2 separate regions of the Drosophila melanogaster genome follow, and region 1 is linked to region 2. Evidence: chromatin contacts called from public Hi-C data. All regions are on one chromosome and are shown on one strand. The core of a region is the stretch at or near the end of the contact, and the rest is flanking DNA. Distances in the headings are between cores, read along the strand shown.

The links. Hi-C and Micro-C count contacts between places; a contact is called where the count stands out from the background.
Region 1: a Hi-C map of the Kc167 cell line shows a contact between it and region 2, with 1.9 times the contacts expected there. The contact joins the promoter of HERC2 here to the promoter of Elys in region 2. A contact is called at or near these places in 5 of 107 Hi-C or Micro-C datasets (the D17-c3 cell line, the Kc167 cell line, embryo and 1 more).

Annotation. Positions count from the first base shown.
Region 1 is chrX:20,392,952-20,397,734 of dm6, reverse strand. HERC2 (HECT and RLD domain containing protein 2) reads right to left here and starts at 3,340. Exons shown (of 11, transcript NM_134544.3): 1 at 953-3,340. The coding sequence starts at 2,855. It overlaps Syx16 (Syntaxin 16), which reads left to right and starts at 3,984. Exons shown (of 3, transcript NM_078696.3): 1 at 3,984-4,173; 2 at 4,248-4,381; 3 at 4,444-4,783. The coding sequence starts at 4,093.
Region 2 is chrX:19,649,375-19,653,768 of dm6, reverse strand. It overlaps Elys (elys,), which reads right to left and starts at 1,464. Exons shown (of 7, transcript NM_134496.3): 1 at 1,211-1,464; 2 at 507-1,142; 3 at 131-447; 4 at 1-76. The coding sequence starts at 1,313. Ranbp21 (Ranbp21,) reads left to right here and starts at 1,500. Exons shown (of 2, transcript NM_001298524.1): 1 at 1,500-2,366; 2 at 2,452-4,394. The coding sequence starts at 2,469.

The DNA of each region.
Region 1 (4,783 bases), core at 2,091-4,590, 740 kb before region 2:
TAGACAGTGATTCCTGGTGCCTCGCCTATAAGCAGATGTAACCCCATCTGAAACTGGGGTCCTGGCTAATATTGCAGACCACACCAATGCAGACCACACTATGACGACCAACAGAAGTAGCCCCTGCCTCAGATTTCCCGTGCGTCACAGATTTCGAAGTCGTCGAGGCAATGCCTTTTGGACGGAATCTTTTCAACGAGGCGGAAAAGCCAGAACCTAGTCCTGTTGCCGAAATGGACCAGCACATGCTGCAAACAGCTACCGCCCTCTTTACCTACTGGATATAGTTGGAAAACTGTCCGAACATATCCTTAATACTCGTATAGAGGCAATCACCGAGAGCATTAACGGGCAGTTCTACTAAGCAGGAAGTAGGAAAAAGGTGGAGAATATGCTAGTCTCTGTCCCAAGAGTCCCTAAAGTACTTGGGTGTTATGATAGACCCCAGACTATCGTTCAAGGACCACGCAAGTTACGCCAGCAAGATGGCAGCAATAACAGCTTCTTCATTGGCTAGACTCATGCCCAACGTCGGTGGATATATCCGGCCACGAATCTGCTGGTGGCGGTAGCAAAGGCTTTGCTGTGACCTGGCTTCACATCCTGCTCATCGAAGTCATACCTTGACTGACAGTCCCGGTGAGCGTGCAAGGACTGAAGAGCACACGGAGGTTTTTGTTTTAGCAGATAGGAATAATTATACTAGGGATTATGAATCGTGCATGCCACCTACGGACGGTAGGTGGTATCTTTAGAAGATTTTAATTTTCCTACCGTAAGTTCAATAATAAAAAAAAATACGCTGAAAAGCGTGCTACACTTTTTATTAAATCTCTGGAAGTCCCAACATTTTAATATAATATGTACGATAACCAATATAATGGCTGTAAAACGAACTAGCAGTGAAGACGAACAGCAATGATAATTTTTTTCAATTTAGAAATTCACTTACGGTTGCTGTCAATGGCCAGAAAGTGACGACCTTCACAGTGGCCAGCGATGCTGATGAACACATCGTGGGCGACCTCCTCCATGGGTAGCGGTTCCGCTTCCGGTTTGGCCAGGCGCCAGGTGTACAGCTTACCCTCCTGGCTAAGGATAAGCATCTGCGTCTCGCAGCAGGCCACCTGCTTAATCTGAAAGCGGCAGCTAAGCGTGGGCACGCCCGCAGACTCTCCACTCCAGCTGAGCGTCGGCTCAGCGCTGAATCCCTGCTGATCCTTGGAGAGCGATGGCCAGCCCAAGGCGTAGATCCGCTGCTGAGGAGCTGAACTGGATGATGCGGCGGTTGCTTGTCCACCGCGGAGCAGGCAGCGCGGCATCAGCGGCTGCACCATGCGGTCCAGGTGAGAAATGATCACGACTGCGGCGCGACGAAGGTCCACAATGGCCGCACTGCTCTTGGGTAGCGAGAGAAAGCGAAGGAAGGTCTCCGTGGCACTGGCCACTGGAGCAGGTTCTCCGCCGGCGATTCCACCTCCCTTGGCCGTGGCTCCAATCTTCTGGTAGCGCAGCAGGATGCGCTGCAGCGGGGCGCCCGTCTTGCGTGGCATGTCCCGATTGTCGTTGCCCGCACGGTCCTTCTCCCATAGCAACAACAGCAGAACGACACACTCGAGCGTGGCGGCCAGGGTGCCCTTCTGCACGCCCAGCTCCAGCAGAAGGCACAGCGCTGTGTGGCGGTCGTTTAGTGGTGCGGTGCAGCGATTGCCCATCGGATCACCGAGCGCCACCAGACGCAGGAACTTGATGGAGCGCTCCATAACCTCCAGCCAGAGCGAGGAGACGACGGCTGCCTCGAACAGCGTGGCCTCAGGCAGTTCCTGCAGAGAAGCCAGCGCCTCGCTTAGCAGCTCGCTGCACATTTCCGTGTCCTCACCGGAGCGCCAGGCGCGTCGCAGGAAGGCGAAGCTGAAGTTCAGTGCGGCGTGGGTGGCTACGCGTGCCAAGCCGAGAGCTCCATGCTCCGCCTGCTGTTCCGCCGGCTGTGACTCCACTGCAGCATTGGCGGTTGTGGCGGCAATGGTGGTGTTGGCGGTGGTGACACTGGCCACCGCCTGTGCGCTTGTCGTGGACTTGCGTTCCCGTTCCCTCTCCCTTTTCAGGGCCACGAAGTAGCGCTCGTAGATGAAGAGTTGCTGGCGAAGATGCTGGGCAGAGAGACAGTTGCCGGCTGCGCGTAGAGCTAGCTCCTGCAGCTCCGAGATCATAGAACGCTGGCAATCCAAACGCGCCTGCTGCGAAGGTGGCTGGCTCCAGAGCCAGCCGCTCAGAACCATGTCGGTGGCCTGGCTAAGATGGGCTGCTTGCTGGGCGGCAGCTTGGGTGGTAAGCTTTTTGATGGCCGTGTCCGAGTCCAGAGGCCGACAGCCGTCGCAATTGCAGGCGGAGAGAGGACCGCAGTACTCCGGCTGGCAGCAGGAGCACTTGAGCTGCTGAGCGCCGCAGTAGTGCTTGCCATCGTCGCCCAGGTAGGATAGTTGTCCGCGGGCATTTAGGAGCGGCGCGGTAGGCGACGAGACCAGCTCGCAGTCCTGGATCAGATGGTTCCACAGTACGGCGCCGTCGGCGGCGTTGCGCAGGGAGGCGATGAGATCGGCGCGCAGCCACTTGGCGTCCAGAAAGGGCAGCGGGCGCAGGTAGAGATCGGGCGAATGGCTGGGCGGTGCTGCTGATCCGGAACCTGATCCCGATCCAGATCCTGCTGCGGAGCCTGCTCCTGCCGCTGCTCCACTGGCACCTCCACCCCCTCCTACTCCAACTCCAGCGGAGACTGGTGCTGCAGAAGCGGTCTGGCTGGACCCAGCACCCTGGCCACTGGATCCGGCTCCTCCGCTCGCCTGGCGGTTGAACATGTTTGTGTTTTCGTGTTGCCTTCCCTAGTGCTCCACCGCCGAAGTCAGGCTAGAAACGAGCTCGACCACAACCACAACAACGACAATGGCATGGCACAGTTACCCCTTCAAGGGGGGTGTGGTGGTGGGTTGGAGCGCGGGTGGGGGCGGGGGCGAAGGCGGGTCAATGTCGTCACTGGCACACACACTAAGCACACGCACACGCGCGCAAGCACACACACAACTGCAATCGGGCGTCCAGGATCAGGATAATTCGTTGTTATCCTTGTCCGCACTGCTCATTTCGTTGTTCCGCTCGGAGTTAGTTATGACATCCTGACTTTTCCACCCGCACTTGAACTCTCCGTTTTCCGCGCTTGCTGCTTTCGGGTCACAATTGGAAGTGCCAGTTACCAGTACAATGCAATTTGAAATCAAGGAATTATTTTAAAATGAAATAAAATTGTTTGATGGCAATCGATATCAGGGGGAGGTGCAAACTGACTGAGCTATCAAGTAATCGATATCAGGGGGTCGAGCCATCGATATGTTTTGCCTTTCGATAGCTCTTCAGTGTTCTTAAGTCACAGGCTTGTGTCACGGATTAAAACCCAGTACAGTGGAAGCTGGCTATTAGAAAACGTTAAGCCAAACTCATAATGAGTTCCCTAAAATTCTGTAAATTTGTAATTTTTAAACATTAGCCTAAAATGTACTTGATTCTAAAATCATTTACAATATCATTCGGTTATATTACTCTTTCGTAACGCAAAAAAAGAGAACGCACATAACAAATTATTGAATACTTTTATTGTACTATTACGGTCGTTTTATTGCTAAAAGTATTGCATTTCAATTTACGTGACGGTGTGTACAGAATTAACTTTATAAATTGTTGAAACTCAACAAAGCAATACTATATTCTGTAATTTCCGAATATTTCTATTGGAGCTATCCAATCCGTATATTGAAAAAATCACTTTCGCAAATAGGATGTTTAGGAGTATACATATAAAGTACAGATTCTACAGATAATAAGAAAATAATATTTAAAATAAGTATAATTCTCGGACATGTAACGGTGCGTTCAGGCCAGGGTGACCAGTTCGTCGTGGCGACTATCGGTATTCTGGGCGAGCAAGTCAGCGGGCACACTGCGCTGCTGTGTCAAAACGAAACTGGAAAAAATCTGATTGAGTTTTCAGCGGACTTGGATCAATCCTTCCAATCCCCAAGAAATCGGGAGCAGACGGCCAGGATGACGTCGCGCAACCTGACGGAGGTGTTCGTCATCATGCGCAACAATGCGTCCAAGAACCGGAATCACTACGACGATCGGGTGAGTGCGTCTCCGTCTGGGGTCTTCACTGTTATCATCAACTAACATATGTTTTGCGTTTCTCCGTCTTCCAGAGGGGCAGCGATGCGGAGCGCCTTCTAAAGCACTCGGTGCGCGAGGCGGAGGAGGGACTGGAGCTGCAGGACGACTACGGCACGCCGCCCGCCTGGCTGGACAAGTTCGAGGAGGCGCAGTACACCATGTCTAAGTGGGTAAACAAACAGTAGTCCATGCGCAGGGTTCAACTTCACTCCCATCACTCGTTTGCAGGATCAAGCCTAAGCTGGATGAACTGGGCTCCCTGCACGCACGCCACCTCCTGCGACCCGCCTTCGATGATCAGCGGGACGACGAGTGCGACATCGAGGTGCTCAGCCAAATCGTCTCCAAGCTGATCACCTCCACGCACCGGCACATCCAGTGCGTGCGCAGCAGCATCGGCGTGGGCAGCAAGATGGAGCAGTGCCTGACGGTCAACGCGGTACACTGCGCCCTGCTCCAGCTGCAGGAGCTGACGGTGAAGTTCCGTGCCAGCCAGAATGCCTACCTGCTTCAGCTGAACTCCCGCGAGGAGCGCTCGCAGAAGTACTTCGACGACGGCGGCGGCGCT
Region 2 (4,394 bases), core at 215-2,714:
CCGTGGCGCAGCCGATCACGGAGCAGATGCCTCCGTCCAAGATTTGGCGGTTGCGCACGGTTCTAGAACGGTAGTCCTGCGAAGCAAGAAGTCAATATTGGTCTGTGCGTGACGGCTCAAGATTTCTCACCTTAAAACGGATCGTGTGGGTTTCCCGGTCCCGGTACGAGCCCCTGTAGCAGACCGAGTGCAGCATCATTTGCAGGACGTCGATATTTTGGTACAATGCACAGATGTAGAAACAGGGTTTGGGGTCATCCGGTGGCATAATGAGGCACATTCGCTTCACTGCTCTATTGACCCCTTTCCTTTTTACTGGCGAATTCAGATCAGTGGTCACGTCGAAGTTGATTAGGTCGTAGATCAGGATTCGGCCGTCTTCTAGACCAGCAGCATAGCCGGGCGCCATGCTAATGCCCATAAGGCAACTGATTCCAATGGATGCCACTGTTGGTAAATTGAAGGTTAACCTAGCTACCATGGCACACTGGCAGTGACAGACTCACCGTCCATCCGCACAGCCAAGTGAGCCCCTTTGGAGCGACAATGGGTCAGCTTGGAGCTGAGTTGCCTCTTGGACTCCTCGGAGGATACAAAGTATAGGTTCCCGTCCGACGGCTCATCTTTGGAACTGGGGGAGCAAAGGCTGCGCCTTTGGGTACTCGCCTGCAGGCTGTCGCTGTTCAGATCAACCAACAGCACAGTGCCTTCCTCGGTGGCCACGGCCAGACAGCCTTTAAACCGTCTCAGTCGCGTGAGTCCATAGATTCTTTTATCGAGGAACGTCAGCGCGCTGCACGTTATACCGTGAAGGTCGAAGCGGCGGAGCACCTGACTGTTGCGAATGGCATAGATGAGCACCTGCGTGCTCAACGGGCAGTCGATGGGTCTCTGATCGCCGCTGTTCCATGACTCCAGGCAGATGGCTAGCATAGCGGGGCGTTCGTGTTCGCCGGGGAAGAGCTCCTCCACGCAGCGAATGCTTTTGCGCGGCCCCAGATCATCGGATTCGCTCCAGAAGCAGTGCCAAGAAAGGTAATCGCCGGTGGACATGCTGCAGACCAGCAAAGTGGCATCGCTTCCATACCGCCAGGTCACCCAGCCCCATTGCCCGTCGCGTATGATGCCGCCCAGGTATTCGGCTGTAAAGGGATAGCGGAGATTCTTGGTGAATCGGTTTCGGCACACGCCGTATTTTGTGCACACTTACCGGCGTCCAAATGTGCCGACGGCTCCCGGCCAAATCCGGGTACTATGCGCTCCGGGAACGCAATCGTGCGGCTACCGTCCAACTCCACTTCGTGCCACTCCATCTCTATTTCATCAATGCCGGCCGCTTGCAAATAAAAATAAAATTATAAATACAGCGCTCTTGCACCGATTGATCGGCGTGTATGTTTTGTGTGTGCGTGAGTGTGTGAGTGCCTGAGCGGCCTGGCGTTGCCGCCTCGATTTGGCATACAAAAAAACCGTTGTTTTGCTTGTCGTGTATGCACGCTGAGTGGCCCAGTGCTGGCTAACGTCCGACAGAGATTCGCAAATTTAGCGATGGCAAGGACTTGAGTTACTAGTTACCATATATTTCTGTACATTTTCAATTTTTTCTATATACATGCTTAAACAAGTTTGTAACTGAGAGGCAAGCCAATCATTTGAAGAAAAGACTAGAAGCCGGCACTTGCAGCCTGGCAACTTCAACACCAGCAGACTGGCAACGCTGCAGAATTGCGAAAATATTGCGCGAATTTCATAAGGAACTCAACCGGCTGGCTTTGCATTTGAAGTCCGAATGAACACAGATAGTAGCAACCTTGAAGCGTAATGCCTTGTATCACTCAATTCAGGCATATATAGCTCCGAGTCAAGCTCTTAGTACATACAATAGCAACAATACTATCTGGCAACTTTCGTGCGCCGCTTGTCAACCCTGTCCCGTGCGATTTGCTGCACATTGTTCTAAAACAACCCAGCCGGAAAAGCGGTTTCAGTAGTGGTCTACTTCTATATGCGACTCAAATGTGAGAGACCTGACCAGAGGCTGTGTTCCAGGCAATAGGCGCTACCCAGGGCGATCATCGGTGCCCACAGGCAATCCCAACCAGAACACCAACACACCACAATCCCAGCTCACGCATTCCGCATTTCGCACACGGAACAGACCACACAACACACAGCACATAGCACATAGCACACACGCACACAGGTAGCGGCAGCTCTTTTAATCTTCCAAAACGTTGTCTGGCTCGCTGGCTGGTTGGCTGGCTCCACAAAAGCATTGGTCACAGACAACGCACGAGGGGATCGCGGCGGAGATCGAGAGGCTAGGCGAGATTTGGGTTTCGAGCGGTGGGCAGGGGCAAGCAGAGGTAAGTGGAGCACATGGCGCCCGTTGCAGGAAGAAGCCGCACCCAGGAAATTTGTTTCAATTCCAATCTAACGCAATACCCACAGGTAGACGCTAGCTAGCGATGTCCCAGCACGGAGGCACCGAGGCTCTGGCCGCCGAACTGGCCTCGGCCATCGATCTAGTCATGAACCCGATGACACAGCAACAGGCGCGCCTGGAGGCCTACATGGCCTGTGAGCGGTTTAAGGAGGAGTCGCCAATGTGCGCCCAGGTGGGCCTATTCCTGGCCAGCTCGCCGCAGTCTAACCAGCAAGTGCGACACTTTGGCCTGCAGCTGATCGAGTACACAATCAAGTACCGATGGAATTGCATTACGCACGAGGAGAAGGTGTACATTAAGGACAATGCCATCAAGATGCTGAACGTGGGCGTGGGCCCGGCGGAGGACCGCTCGCTGCTGCCCACGAAGGACGCGCTGTCGCGCATCATCGTCGAGATGATCAAGCGCGAGTGGCCGCAGCAGTGGTCCGACCTGCTGCCGGAGCTAAGCCAGGCCTGCACCAAGGGCGAGGCCCAAACGGAGCTGGTGCTTCTGGTCTTCTTGCGACTGGTGGAGGACGTGGCCCTATTACAGACAATCGAGTCGAATCAGCGGCGAAAGGACATGTACCAGGCGCTAAACAACAACATGAACGACATCTTCGAGTTCTTCCTGCGCCTGGTGGAGCAGCATGTGACTGCGTTCCGCGAGACAACGCGTCTGTGCAACTACACCAAGGCGAACGCGCACAGCCGTGTCGTCGAGATGGTACTGCTCACGCTGAGCGGCTTCGTCGAGTGGGTCAGCATCCAGCACATCATGTCCAGCAATGGCAAACTGATGCACTTCCTCTGCATCCTGCTCAACGACAAAGCATTCCAATGCAATGCGGCCGAGTGCCTGGCGCAGATCACGAACCGCAAGGGCCAGACCAAGGAGCGAAAGCCGTTGCTTCAGCTGTTCAACGAGGAGCCGCTGCGCTACATCTACCAGGCCAGTCAGATACCGGCCGACACAAGTTCCACACTGGCCGTCGAGCAGCACCTCAACTTCCTTAAGAAGTTGCTGCAAGTGCTGAACGGCATGGCGCAGCAACTGGTGGCGCTTTGGGGCAAGGACGACGCCACGCAACGACCAGTGCACCTGGAAGTCCTTCTCGAATGCCTATTGCTGCTCGTCCAGCATCCATCGCTGGGCCTCTCGCATGGGTCGGCGCTCATTTGGCAGCTGCTGCTTAAGCATGAGCCCTCCTCCAAAGACTTCGCCATGGTCAACTACATTCCCAAGCTCATCCACACGATTGCGCCCAGGATCGTGAAGCTGCCATATCCTGCCTCCGCTAGCTCGCCTGCCAGCCTCTCCACGGAGGCATATATTCGACTAGAACACGATAGTGAAGAGGAGTACGCGCTCTACTTTTTCCGCTGCCGGACCGACTTCCTTGAGATTTTCCGCCTGGCCACCCTGGTGCAGCCGTTGGTCACGTATGGCTACTGCGAACAGTGGCTGCAGCAACGACTGCGAAACGCGCAGATTGAAGCGGACGCGGAGGTCAAGAGCGGCAACGTGTCGTGCAGCGTTCTGGATCCAGTATACCTGGAATGGGATGCGCTGGTCAGTGTGTTGGACGGCGTGCTAAGCCGCATTCTCCTCGTGGCGGAACGCCCATCTGTGCCGGCAGGACTGCGACTCTTGGAAGAATGCCTCAAACTGGAGACAATCAATCCGCTGACATACTCGATTCTGCTGTCCTGCATTTCGGCCCTGTTCGTCTTTCTGAGCATGTCCGCCTGTCAGATTACGGCGACCAACTGCGTGGCCATGAGCGGAGTAAGTCTGTTGCCGCGAGTGCTTGACAAGATCTTCCGAGCACTGGTGATGAAGCCCCCCAACGAACTGGAAAAGGTGCAGGCCAAGTCCGCCAAGAATCTTCGACGACACGCCGCCTCGCTGCTGGTGAAGCTGGCCCACAAGTATCCGCTGCTGCTGCTTCCCGTTTTCGAGCAG